2 separate regions of the Mus musculus genome follow, and region 1 is linked to region 2. Evidence: chromatin contacts called from public HiChIP or PLAC-seq data. All regions are on one chromosome and are shown on one strand. The core of a region is the stretch at or near the end of the contact, and the rest is flanking DNA. Distances in the headings are between cores, read along the strand shown.

The links. HiChIP or PLAC-seq counts read pairs in DNA pulled down with a chosen protein or histone mark.
Region 1: a FOXA1 HiChIP or PLAC-seq map of pancreatic cancer cells shows a contact between it and region 2. The contact joins two enhancer-like sites. A contact is called at or near these places in 2 of 484 Hi-C or Micro-C datasets (B cells and embryonic stem cells), 1 of 115 datasets of contacts at active chromatin or transcription factors (pancreatic cancer cells) and 1 of 9 other capture datasets (embryonic stem cells).

The regions. Positions count from the first base shown.
Region 1 is chr5:139,280,534-139,287,402 of GRCm38.p6, reverse strand. It overlaps Adap1 (ArfGAP with dual PH domains 1), which reads left to right. Exons shown (of 11, transcript NM_172723.4): 5 at 6,586-6,698. Among named protein-coding and RNA genes, the nearest start is that of Get4, 32 kb to the right of the region's middle. Within about 2 kb of position 1,807, at least 73 of the 459 cell types and tissues checked have an H3K27ac peak or open chromatin away from gene starts, as enhancers often do. A contact at or near this core is called in pancreatic cancer cells, where this site is marked.
Region 2 is chr5:139,085,955-139,092,894 of GRCm38.p6, reverse strand. The region is part of intron 4 of Prkar1b (protein kinase, cAMP dependent regulatory, type I beta); the gene reads left to right. Among named protein-coding and RNA genes, the nearest start is that of Prkar1b, 40 kb to the left of the region's middle. Within about 2 kb of position 3,239, at least 7 of the 459 cell types and tissues checked have an H3K27ac peak or open chromatin away from gene starts, as enhancers often do. A contact at or near this core is called in pancreatic cancer cells, where this site is marked.

The DNA of each region.
Region 1 (6,869 bases), core at 558-3,057, 200 kb before region 2:
CTGCCCCCTCCTCTTACCAAACAGTACTTTCTCACTCTGGGCATAGACACTCCCCACTGCCTATCTGGGAAATGCAGAAGTCCCCTCAGATGGAGAAAGGGGAAATGTGGGGCCTCAAAAGAGGTGAGGCCGGGACTCTTCAGAGGAGTGGCCCCATGCTTGCCCAGAACGAACCGGAACTGTGGGTTCCAAGGGTCTGTCTCCTTACATGCCTGTGAGCAGGCGCAGACAAGATGCCCTGCATGGTCATTGGGGACGAAGAGTCATCAGGGCTGAAGGCTGAGGGAGCCAGCTCAGGACAGGAGTCCCATGTTAGCTGCTTGGGGTCTCTGCCTTCTTCATAGCTCAGCAGGGGCCCTAGATGGAGGAGTTTGCATCTGTTTCCCCTTAGGGTTTCAAAACTATCTGGAAGAAGTCAGGAGTGTTGGGGCTGAGAGAGACGAACAACAGTGTGACAGTCAAGCTAGAGACCAAGGGACATCCTCAACTGCATGTCAGGACTCAAAATGAGCAGGGACAGTGACTACAGTTCCCTCCACAATGCCCAAGGAGCCATGGGGACATCTCTGGGAACATCCAGCCCACACCCCTCCCCCGCATTGAGGGACACGGAGGCCAAGGGGTCATCCATGTGAAGTCTCTGTGTGGGGAAGTACCCTTGTCATGGCCCTGCCCTCCCCAGTGCACTCCCTATTACACAATCCCAGGCTTATTCCAGATTTATTCCAGCGCTGAGACCCTGTCCCTGTGAGCCAGCATGCCAGCAGCCACCGCCGTCTGGTTTTCTCTTTCCCCGCTGTTCACCAGCTTGGACGTGATGAGTGGCCTTCTATGCTAGGCTTCTGGCCCAGAGCATTGTGCTGCTCACCCACAGCGGAGCCTATCTTTGTTTATTTTCAAAATTCTTTTCAGTCTAAGGAAGTTTCACAGAAGCATTGCTCTGGAGACTGGTTAGCAGAGTCTCTGGCGCTAAGGTGTCCACTGACATCAGGTCTGTCTCTTGTCCAGGCCTGGTGCAGAGGCCTGCCTATTACAGGACGACACTCCTAGGACTGAGGAGCCACCTGGATGGCTGCCTATTCTCTCTCGACATGGACAGTGGCTGAGCGAGTCAGACCTGGGGCCTTGAGCACACGCTCCCTGGAACTGGGCTTTGGAGAAGTCTCTCTCAGACAGTGTCATCCAGGGCTACAGGAGGGAAGTAGCCCCTGGAGTTCCAGACGAGACAGGTGCCAGTGGCTCACTTACAGCCCCTGTCACATTTCCTGGCCTGCCAGAGACAGAGGCTGCTGGGTCAAGACCCCCCTATATCCCGGCCATCCTTTCCTGTGCCTGGGCTGCCTCTGTGAGGGCATGTCCTGGCTTACAGAGATGCTTGTCCCTCAGCAGGAATGAGCAGTGCATGGAGCCCTGTGACCATAGGGCCCTGCCACACTCTCTGCTGTGTGTCATTCCTCAGCCTAGGTCACAGTTGGCTGGAGTGTCTAAAGTTCCCCTCTGACGCGGAGATGTCAGGGTGTTGGGTGTGCCCTCATACCTGAGTGCACCTTGCTTTGTATCTGCCCCTCCCCACCACTGCTCAGCAAGGGACTGGGTGACAGCTGCCCTGGCTCCTGCCCCAGACTGTCCTGCCTCCACCCAAGCCTCAATGGCTGCCATTCACAGGGGAGGGTGGGCGTCAGGGCATGCAGACAATGGCCTTTGTTGCCCAGGACCAGGCCACCACCTCCTCTAACAGACTGGGTCCTGCCTGGGTCCCTCTGGGAGCCTCTCTCCCTATTTGCATAGTGACATTTAGGTCAAAGGTCAAGAAAGCAACAGCACCGGGATGTCTCCACTTGGTACAACCCCTTTTCCTTCCTCCCTGAGCGGCACAGCTCTGCCTGACTTCGGTTTTTCTTGTGTGCTAAGGCAGGGTGCTCAGCACAACAGTGTTTGGGGGACTGTTAAATCATGGGATGGCCAGGGTGAGGCACCCTGGGGTGGCTGGCTCGGCAAGAGGGTTAGGTCCTTTGAAACGATGAGATGACGGTGGAAGCTAGGTAGGGCACTCCTAGATGCAGATAACCCCATTTCCTGTCTTCCTGTCAAGCCTCCAAGGGTTCTATAGTGGCCTTGGATCTGCCCATGTGACAGGCTCCTATGAGAGTCACTTGTAAGATCAGCCAGGCTGTTCACAAGTACCAGGCTTCTTCTGAGCCCCATGTCCCAGACAGTCTGAGTGCAGTAGGGAGGTCTGGTGGCCTTGCTGGACCCCAGGAACTGTCTTGACTCCTTTAGCTTCACTTCAGCCCTGACCCTTTGGAAGATGGCAGAACTGAAGCCCAGAGAGAGGTGGCAGCGACGGTCCCCTGCCACCTTGTCCATGAGAACAGCTCGTGAGGTCTAGCTAGTGAGCTTCCTGGCGGCTGTTGTGTGACTCTGTGAACAGTATCTTCAGGAGACCAATTGCTTATGTACAAGATGGGGACACAGCTCAGAACCCCAGTTCCTGGAGCCATGGCCTGGAGCTGGCTCGCAGCACCCTCTCCCCACCAGGCTGTGTTCTGCTGGTTATTGGGCAATCGAAGAAGTAAACAAGAAGGGATGTGGGACACTCATACTGAAGGGTTCCTATGTATGACCAGAACACCAGGGAGTCTTGAAGCCAGAGCATTGCATACTGAGGACACATGCTATGGAGTCCCAAGGAAACCAGCACCTGGGAGGTGTTAGCTTGCACCAGGGCTAAGGTATCAGGTATTCTCCTGAAGGGAGACCCTACCTGACCCCACCTCAAGTCAGGGAGCCCCAACTGGACTAGAGCAGAGAACTAGAGCATCCATCACTGGATTCGGGAAGTCTTCCTGTGTGGCTTCTCAGAGAGAAAAGACCTCCCAAGGAGACACACAGGGTGAATAGATCTGTTCCCAGAGCCAAGCCGGGAAGTAGCAAGAAGGGCTGAGTGGTCACCTGCTGCCCACATGCTCCTGGGATCCCAGGTTCCTAAAGATGGAAAGCAACACTTCCAGGGTGCAGGTAGAGTGCAGGCCAAACATGCCAAGGAGGCCCTGCAGTTGCATGGGACTCACAAACATGGATCTCAGCCCCTGTCATCCACACAGCCCCTCTGTCTTACCTGGAGCTGGCAGGTCCCTGTGAGGTGGTAAGATGCTGGCCAATCAGAATCCGAACCTATACACACTGAAGCCTGCTCTTGGCCCCACTTACGGGTGCAGAAGAGACCCAGGGAGCTTCAGGACAGAGCCCAAGTGGCCAGAGCAGTGGGCAAGGAGTGGTTGAGCCCTGGGAACATAGAGTCCGAACATCTTGGGCATGTTTGCTTGCGTGTGTGTGTGTGTGTGTGTGTGTGTGTGTGTGTGTGTGTGCGCGCGCGCGCGCACAATGTGAGTACAGTGTCCGTGGAGGCCTGAAGAGGGCGCCAGATGCCTAGAACTGGAGTTACAGTTTGATAGGTGTAGTTGCCAATAGAAGCAGACAGAACTTGCAGCCTGAGGCTGGGTGTGGTTGCCCCAGTCTGGGTAAAGTCATGGAGTCTCAGTTTGTCTGGTGTCTCTGAGGCCAGGCTCAGTGCCGAACCTTCCACTATACCCCCAGTGGGAGAAGCCAGATGATGTGGATACCTGTCCCATTCAGAAGGGTCCCCACAGCAGTCCTGAGTATGGAACACACCCGACTGGGCTCACACCTTGGCAAGCTTCCTGTCACACTCATAGTGAGACCATGCGCTCATGGCCTTGAATTAAAAACAAAAGCACAAATTTACATATACCCCATGCAATTTACATACACTTTGCATATTCTGCTTGGAATGCAGTTCTTGAAGTCTGCAGGTTATGAAACTGTGAGTGCAGAAGGTACCGCATTGCCCTCCCCCACCCCTGCAGCCCAGTTTGCCTGCTGGAGATGCACAATGTGGTACACCCCAGGGCCCAACCTCTCTCCTGCCTGCCTTGCTGCTGGGAGCTCGCCCTGTGGGTAGCAGGGCCATCTATTCAGGGCAGGGCACCATGGTTGCTTAAATGTCCCAGAGTTGAAGGAAAATAGGTTCTTTCCCATTTGTAAGGATCAAGAGTAAAGTCTCTAGATCAGGTGTGGTTCACACCTGTCACCCCAGCATTCCAGAGGTTGAGGCAGGAGGATCATGACGAGTTAGTTCAAGGGCAGCCTGGGCTACATAGTGATACTCAACTTCCCTCTTCCAACTCAAAAACAAACAAACAAACAAACAAAAAAAACCAAAAAGAAATCCAATCTGGATTGCATGCTGACCATGCCACTGTATGGCCACAGCCGTGCAGAAGAGCCCTTGTCTCCATGTTGTCACCCCGAGGAAGGTGTGCTTCAACTGTAATAGGCTTGTAATGTCAGGGAATGGTGACTTCAACCTCACAGGGATGTGTGACACTGTGCCCTCTGTATGTGTGTCCTGTGAGATGTGGACCAATTACTCCCAAACTCCACAGCTGGCCCCAGCCCTGTAACTGTAAACCATAGGCATCTAATCAATGCTGACTAAACTTCATAGCCTCTACCTCAGGACCATCTAGTTCTTTCAGAGAGAATGGTCACTTCTGGTTCTACCTGATCACAAGTGTGCCCAGAAGGGTAGCCTGGCTGGGCTGCTGAGCAAGGTCCCTGGGCTAGGGTGGAAAAGGGCGATCCAGCCAAGCCAGTGGGGCTCAATACCTGTCAGCCCTCGGCTGGCCAGATTCCCATGGTACCAAGAAGGAAGCAGAGCTCTGAGAGAGGTCAGGCCAGGGATGCGGTCAGCGTTCGTTACGGGAACATCTCTTGTGTTGCCATTATGGAGCCTAAATTATAGGCATCGTGGCGGCTTGTCAGAATACTGGTCGGTTCCATAGAATATCAGCACATGGACCTGGCCTAGCAGAGGACCTACTGCTTCAGGGCCCTAAGCCTGATGATGCCCCGTCGGAGCCTCAGAGGGGCGGCAGAGTTCAGTCCAGCCCAGCTTGGAAACGGCGGCTCCCGATGTGCTCCTGCCACCTGCTGGCAACTATCAGAACAGCAAGCGAGAAGCGTGTTCCCGCTGGCTCCTAGGCTCCAAGCCATCAAGCATGGTTCTGGAGTTAGTTGGTGGGGGGTTCTGGGAAGCTGCTGCAGTCTTGTCGCCCCCTTGGCCCCCCACGTCTGGAGTCCACGCTCAGCTAGATATTGAAGCCTAGATAATCTGGTCCCTGAAGCTGAAAGAAGGCCAAGCCCAAGGTGTTTAACGAGCCAGTCAACAAACATTCAAAGTAGGTCCTGCCTGGGCTCATGGCAGTCATGGCAGTCTTGCTAACTAGTATCCAAGAAAGATTTGTCTGCCGAAGTTATAACAAGGGAGAGACACAAGGCACAGCGGCCACTCCATGGTCCCAGAGAGGCTCCATCCTTTGAGAAGTCGGAGGAGGGAACAGGACTCTTCTGGCATGCCTTGAGACTGATAGTCTTACGGGCGCCAGCTGCCCCCTCCCTGACGCCAGGCTGCTGCCTTTTTATGGCCACATGTCTGTGAGAGCACAGAAAATAGCCCCTTGTGTTTGGTGATGGGGACAGGGCTGCCTGGCAGCAGACAGCACAGGAGGAGATGCGGGGGGGGGGGGGGGGGGGGAGGTTGATGCTGCACTCCTACCCTTGAGCACGCTGCTGCCAGTCAAGGTTTCCCAGGACCCTCTTTGCCAATGAAAGCCACCCTGACACCCAGCAATGTCTACGGGTGGGGGAGTCTTACAACAGCCAGAAACTTAAAGCAATGCAGCCATCCGTCAGCAGCTCACCAGAAAACATTACTGCACCACTAAGGGATGTCCCCTGAAGGGGGGCAGGGCAGGGAGCCAAGAAGAGACCAACCACATCAGCTCCCTGTAGATGCATGGACTGGCTGGGCACAAGGAAGCTGGGCAGCAGGGAGTCTGGAGTGTATGGGAGTGACCATTTGCTTGCTTGCTTGCTTTGTTGTTGTTCATTTGTTTTGAGACAGGGTTTCTCTGTGTAGCCCCGGCTGTGCTGAAACTCACTCTCTAGACCAGGCCAGTCTCGAATTCAAAGATCCACCTGCCTCTGCCTCTGGGATTAAAGGCTTGCACCACAGCTCGGGGAGAGTGCCTGTTTTTGCCAAAAGGGAAGTAGCAGACCTGAGGCAGAATTGTACCAAGGTCCCCAAAGCTAGCCCACCTCAGCGTCGTAGACCTAGGGCTCTGGGAGAGTCCTTTTGGATGGCCTCTGGCATCATAGGGCTGGTAACTCTGTTCCTGTCCCTTCTCATGCCCAAGAACCTCTCTCTTTCCATGACCTTAGACTTGTCTGGCAGCCCTGGGCCACCTCAAGTCCATTGTCTCCAACCTCGTCCTTAAATCCATTATTCCCAACGATGACCCCAGGTCCTGCTTTGGTGTGGCGGGAGGATCAAGGCCTCTCTGGGCAGTGGGTCACAGGCCATTGGCAGGGCAGACAGGCAGATGAGACCTGCCGCCCTTGGATGTGTCCACCCTGCAATGGAGGGTACTTGGGACAGGGGTAGACATGCAGTCAGTTAGGTGGAGTCTCCATGACTATTTCTTTCTCTCTCTCTCCCCCCAGGCTACCGTGAGGGCCTTCTCTGGAAGCGTGGGCGGGACAACGGACAGTTCTTAAGCCGGAAGTTTGTGCTGACAGAACGAGAGGGTGCCCTGAAATACTTCAACAAAAACGATGTAAGCCCGCCATGGAGCCAAGGGTGACCTTCCCACGTGGGGTCCTGGCATCTACTGGGTCTGCAGGGCTGGGGATTAGCCCTTCTACTGTGTGTGGGTGCCTGCTTTCAGCTCCATCCCCATCAGTCCTCTCAGAGAGCAGCCCTTATGATGGATCCCTCTGGGGAAATA
Region 2 (6,940 bases), core at 1,990-4,489:
CCACATACACAGAGGAGGGAAACTGAGGCTGGGGAGATGGATGTCCTGGATCATACTCTAACTTGCCAGAGATCTGCTTGTCAGCTCTAAGCCATGCCCAGCAGTGGGAGCTGTGCCATTGCGGTGGGAAGCCTGGGCTTGTGCTCATGTAGTCCACAAGCATCCTGTAGACATCTCCTCCAGATGAGATCACCTTTAAAGAAAAATGGCATGCCATGAGCCACACAGACAGGCTGCTAGCTTTGCAGAGCTGCATTCTTATGGAAGAGATTCTTAGTCATCAAGAGAGGTTGCTGACATACCATATATGGTGTGTGAGATGGTATGTTCCTAAGGTGGAATGACGGTAGTAATGGTGGCAGAGGTGTGATGATAAAGATTGTGATTGTAGTGATGATCATGATGGTGAAGATGACAGTGACAGTGGTGGCGGTGATGGCAGTGGTGGCGGCGGCAGCAGCAGCGGTGATAGTGGTACTGGTGAAGGTGATGACAATGTTGGTTATAGTGGCAGTAGTAATAAAAGTGATGTTGATGGTAGCTGTGGTAATGATGATAGTGTGATGTGTCGGATTGTGGTGCTGATGGTAGTGATGGCTATGGTGGGGCTGATGCAAACGGTGATGATGATGGTAGTGATACTAGTGGAGGTGATGATGATGAAGGTGATGATGAAGATGGTATCAATGATAGGGGTGTTAACAGCCATCATGATAATGGTGACACCAATAATGGTCAGATAATGATGGCTTCAGAGGGAAAGAGGTCTTTCTTTCTGAAGAGCACAGCACTGCCAGAAGCCAACCCTTGTTTTCTTCTGGCTAGAGGTGGCTATACCATACTTGATGGGGACAGAACCAGGTAAAAGCCAGGTGCTGCAAGGCCCTGCCCAACTACTGACTGAAACCTGCCAGATGGCATCAGTGGCCTCCAAGCAGCCACAAAGCCTGTGGGGCACTCTCTGTCTGGTCCCCTGCCGTGGTGACTCAAGATAGGCTGTATGACTATGGCATATAGCTGGCAGCACAGTGGCGCATTGACGAGCTGACCTGTGTGATGACATAAAGGCAGAACAGGACTTTGCAGACTGAGGGAAGGGACCATGGGGAGGGGGAGGAGCAAAAGAAGATAGTATGGTGGAGGGGAGAAAGACAAAATACCACATTTTCTCTCATATACAAAGTCTAAATATACATGACATGAAGGCAGAAGGGAGACTATTGGGGAGGCAAGTTGTGGGGAAGGAGGTATAGGAGAAGAGTGAACAATTATATATATATATATATATATATATATATATATATACACATATATATATACACACATACATATATATATACACACATACATACATATATACATACATATATATATATTTAAAAGTGTTAGCATGAGCCCATTGTTTTATATGCTAATTCAGAAGTTATTCACAACTAGTGCTACAAAAATGATTGAAATCAACGTAAAGATATGCATTGCCATTTAGTATGTTTCCAAACAGTTGACAGTATATGCTTTTTAAATCTAATAATTATTTATCTAGGATGGAGACATGGCTCAGCAGGTAAAGGCGTTCACTGCCAAGCCTGGTGCCTAGAGTTGGAGTCTATCCATGTGGTAAAGGGAGAGATCTGACCCCATGGGTTGTCTTCGGACCTCCACAGATGCACACACACATGCACAGATAAATAAAATCTAAAAGAAGAGATTTAAATTTCAGCATATTCTCTTTTTGTTGATTGTGGGCTAGTGCCTTAAAAAGTCTGAAAATTTTTAATCTGAGAGGTTTCTGTTACTAGGAGAACATTCTGAGATTCCTTTACAGGGAAAAATGAGCGAGAAGATCATTTTACATGAGGATGCGCTGTGTATTGGGGGCGGTGGTGGTTAGAAAGGAAGCTGTGTACAAGCCCCAGCTTTTGTGCATTTCTCTCTGTACCAGTGCATTCTCAGTGACTGGTGCAGACCTACGATTCCTGGGTTTTAAGCAGCACAGCAATGTGGTAGTTAAAATGTCAGTTTACAAGTCTGTGAATTATTTCTCTTTGTAGCTTGTAATAGGGTGTTTGAGATGGTCTCTTAAAAGCATGTGAGGGAGCATAGAGTTTAAGAAAAATAGACAAAACATGGTAGCCATGCCTGTTACTTGGAAGGGTGAGACAGGGGCATTGCTCCCAGTCAAGGACCAGTCTGAGCTACATAGCAAGACCCTGTCTCACAAAAAAAAAAAAAAAAAAAAAAAAAAAAAAAAAAAAAAGGAAAAAAAAAGAAGAAGAAGAAAGAGGGAAGAAAAGAGAGAGGGAGATAAAGAGGAAGAGGGGGAGGGAGGGAGTAAGAGGAAAAGAGGGAGAAAATTTTGTGGGTATCTGTGGGAGCAGGATTGTGGGTAACAGGTATTAATGATTGTCACCATGGGAGTCATCAGGGACCTGGATCATAGAAGACACAGATGAAGGAGGGATGGGACAGGACAGGACAGGACAGGAGGCCATGGGGGACATGGGAGCTAGCAGGCTAGTCTTGCTTCAGTGGGTTGAGTCAGGATGGTTTATAAACTGACTGACAGTTTTGCTGCTAGGGCGGTGTTGACAGAGCCTGAGGCTTGAGTCACAGCAGCCTCTAGCATAGAGATGTGGGGGAGAGGGGGCAGGCAGACAGGTTTTGGCCACACAAACCTGGATGTGCTGCTGGACACTGGAGAGAGGAGCTGGGTAGTCAGGTGTGTGGCCCCAGATGAGTGACTGGCTACACCAGGTTTCTCTCATTGTCCCAGTTGTGTGCATCCCTGGTCTCCTGTTGTGCTTCAAACCTTTGGAGACACAGAGGCACCCCGCTGAGCATGCGCTGCCCTCCAGACACACTGCCACCTCACTGCCTTGCCCTGCCTGTGCTAATGACCTCAGGGGCCAACTTTCTTCCACACCGATCCAAAGCCTTCGTTCTAATTTACTTTGCTTAGCATGATTCGGTTTTAATTACCTATGTGGTAATGGCCGCAGTCAGGGTTTTGAATCAAAGTGTCTCTCTGAGCAGTTTCCTCCCTGAGAAGTTTTGGTGGCCCGTGGTAAGCCTGTACAACAGAAGACACTTCCAAAGTGACACTTTCATGGAGATCAAGGTTTAATTGTGTGGAAATGATGGTGAGCTGGCAAAATGGCAGGCTCACTCAAGGAACGTGGCCATGCTTCCTTTTCTCTTTGCAGTAATTTTATAGCCACCATTAGCATGAGTCCACAAGGACGGTGACTCAGTGTCCTGCCTGCCACCTTGAACCACTCGCTACTGGACTGGAGGGACAAAGGTCCTCATTCCTTTGCTTCTCTGGATGGGAGACTCACACCCCACCACTGTTCTGCATTGTGGGGTGTCCAGGAAATGACGGGAATGTGCAGAGCCACACGTGCTCACCTGCCCGTCCCTGTCACTTCGTCACTGACCTGTGAGTGCTGGAAAGGTTTGTTCCAGCCTTTGGGTCACTGAAGTAGGTCCTGCCCCAGGTCAGTATAAAACAGTTCTCGCTTCAAAGAGAATAAGGCTGGGGAGATGAGTCAGTGGATAAAGTGCCTGCGGTGTATTCATAAGGACCCGAGTTTGGATCCCATGTACTGCATAAAGGCTAGGTGTGTTGATGTCTGTAACCGTGACACCGTGTGTGTGTGTGTGTGTGTGTGTGTGTGTGTGTGTGTGTAGGGGCTGCAGGAGGCAGAGTGAAATCTGTTCCAGGTTCAATGAGAGACCTTATCTCAAAGTAAGGTGGTGAGCAATTGAAGGAGACATTTGACATCGACCTCTGGCCTGCCCATGCCTGCCCATGTCACAAAAGCACATACCATGCAAACACAGACTTATTGCACACATGCCCCCCACCCCATGCACACACATTACAGGAATAATAAGTTTATCCTGAACCAAATTTGAGTGACCATGACTTGAAAATACAGATGCAAGTTGCCTTGAGCAATGTGTTCCAACATGGAAATGGTTTTGGCACATTTTCTAAGTCATACATCAGGGCTTTTTCGAGTACAGCGCTGGGAGCATCAGACATGCACGTTACAGGAACGTGATGACATTGTTAGATTTCCCTTTGGTGGAATCTGTGATCTAAATCAATACATTCCGATGGGTTTCCCTGATAGTCAGAAGGATGTGGGGTCAGATGTGGAGGTGGGCAGTTCCCTGCTGTGAAAGGAGCTGAGTAGCCCAGGATCCAGCTCTGGATCTAAGACATCTCGGCTCACCACACGCATGCATTTCTTCCTCATCAGTGAGTCTGCAGGAGTTTCAAAAATGGGTGTGGCTTTCCCCAGGGACTGTGGTTCACACTGTACCCTCTAAGGTATTCGCCAGACAGCCACTGTGCGTGGCTGGGGGCACGGAAGGAAGGCATCCTGTGTTCTCTCCATCCTTTCAGTTGTGTGGAACGGGGTGGGAAGTCATACACAGGTTCTTCTTTTTATTTTTAGTTTAGGCAGGTTGATGTTTTGCCTGCATGTGTGTCTGTGCACATGCGTGCAGTGCTAGAGTGGACCAGAAGAGGGCAGTCTATCCACTTGCACTGGAGATGGGTGTGAGCTGTCATGTGGGCACTGGAAACTGAACCCAGGTCCTCTGCAAGAGCAACAGTGCCCTTAACCACTGAGATATCTTTCACCAGCACCCTGCCATACTTTTGTTGTTGTTGTTTGTTTTTGAGACAGTGTCTAACTATGTAGCCCAGGTGAGGTTGGAACTCTATGTAGCACAGATCTCTTGGTTCTTTTGCCTCAGCTTCCAGAGTGCTAAGATTACAGACTTCCCAAATACCTGGATCAGTATCTTTCCCTCTCCCTCTCCCTCCCCCTCCCCCTCCCCCTCCCCCTCTCCCTCCCCCTCCCCCTCCCCCTCTCCCTCCCCCTCCCCCTCCCCCTCTCCCTCTCCCTCTCCCTCCTCCTCCCCCTCCCCCTCTCCCTCTCCCTCTCCCCCCTCCCTCCTTCCCTTGACCCAGCCATCCTTCCTTCTTCCTTTCTTTTAACCAATAGAGATTAAAATCTCATTATCAGTGTGTGTATGGGCATACTGATCTGCAGGCACGAGGTTGCAAACATGTAGAGACCAGAGGACATCTTTCTTGAGTGGGCTCTCTTTTTCTACCATGCAGATTCTAGGAATGGAGCTCTGGTTGTCAGGCTTGGCAGCAAGCACTTTACCTGCTGAACCACCACACTGACCCAGTAGTACTTTTCCTATAAGGAGCTAGAGAATTCTGATGGCAGAGTCTTAATTCTAACGTTTCAAGCATTTCCATGGCTGAGTTCTTGAAGATAGGCAAGGGGCCTCAGGCTGGTTTAAATCCCCACCTTTACCTGTGCCTCCCCATTCTCCCCTCATCCTGTGGCTTTGCATTTCTCCTGGTATCTGGAGAATGTGGAATTCTGGTTTGCTGTCCCAGCTCCCTGCCAGAGACCTGGGGCAGGGCCCCTCTCCCTGCAGGAGCATATAGGAGGAGATTTGGGAGGGAGTAGCTGCCCGGGGGAGGTCACGCCACTTTCTCATTCCCAAATTAAAGATGTGTGGTGAATGAATCACGGGGCCTTTAGTCTTTATCCATCCCCACATTATTTATAGAAACTGGAAGACAAGAGGACTGTCTCCAGTCACCTCTACAGGGTTCATGTCCCCTTGTCCCAAGGCAGGATTTGTATGGTTCCTCTACAGGTCTCAGGTTCTGTGGTTCATTGGTTGGTGCGTTTCAGCCAATGGTGTCTGCCTATTCTAGTCTCCTGCTGACCAGCTTTCTGGTAAAGTGTGGGGATGTTTGGCAAAGACATAGGTCTGAGGAGAGCTGGGATGGTTTTCTCGTGAGGACTCTCTTCTCTTGAGGCTCAGAGTGCAGCTCACAACCCTCCTCCTAAGGTGGATATTCCGCTGGGCACGCTTGGAGCCACAAGGAAGTAGGGTGGTGGGTGGGCCTAGGGAGAGATGCCTCTGTCTGCTCCAAGCACTGAGGGGTCATATGGTATTTTGAAAGTGATTGGTGAAGCCCCTACGCCCTGTTCTTTTACAGTGCCACAGCTCTATTTCTAGGGTGGCTTTTACATCTTGCTTGTCAGTTCCAGTTTTAACAGTCTGCACCACGCTCCCCTTCGAAGCCACAGAGATGAAGAGGCTAGAGAGGCCTGACCTGGGAAACATGTCCCCTAAGACAGACAGACCTGGCCTCTGCTGTTCATCTCCTGGCCTAAGGGGAAGACATCGGCGTCAGTGAGTGCCATCTCCAAGAGGCACTCAGGAAAGACTCCCGCTAGATTTTAATGACCTGCCATGTTTACAGACTTAGAAGATGCCTCAGGGACCTGAGTGGTAAGAAGTGGTTCCACAACTCAACATCAGCAGGGCTGTTGATCTGGGCTTCAGGCTGACATTTGAATCCAAATGTGCTGAGCTGTGGAGCCACAGGGGCTTCTGAAAGTATTTTAGGTTTTTCTTCACGGGTTCGTTCTGAGGCGTTTATTAACTGTGTGTGGAGTGCCCACACTGGCCCTCTCCACAAGCGATGCTGGGGCTGCTCCCCGCTTCTGGGTGGGGTTTACACTAATGTATGAGCTACGCTTTTGGAAGAGCGAGCCTTCCTGTTTTCCCAGAGTCACTTTATTCACTAAAAGGTGTACACAAGAGCGATAAACATCAGAATGAGCCTTTCCTTTGGTCCATGGCTTTAAGACCTTGTAGCTGGGCTTGGGGGTCCAGACCTGTCATTCAGATTAATCAGGTGGCTGAGGCAGGAGGCTTCCTGGGCCTTGGTCATCAGCCAGTCCAGATGGTCGGCGTGCTTCAAGGCAGCTGGGGCTTGAGAAACGACATAGCCATGGTCTTCTGGCACTGTGTGCACACTTAAATATCACGTACCCATGAGTGAAGTGCACTTGGGTCGAACATGGAAAAGCCCATTTTCTCACTC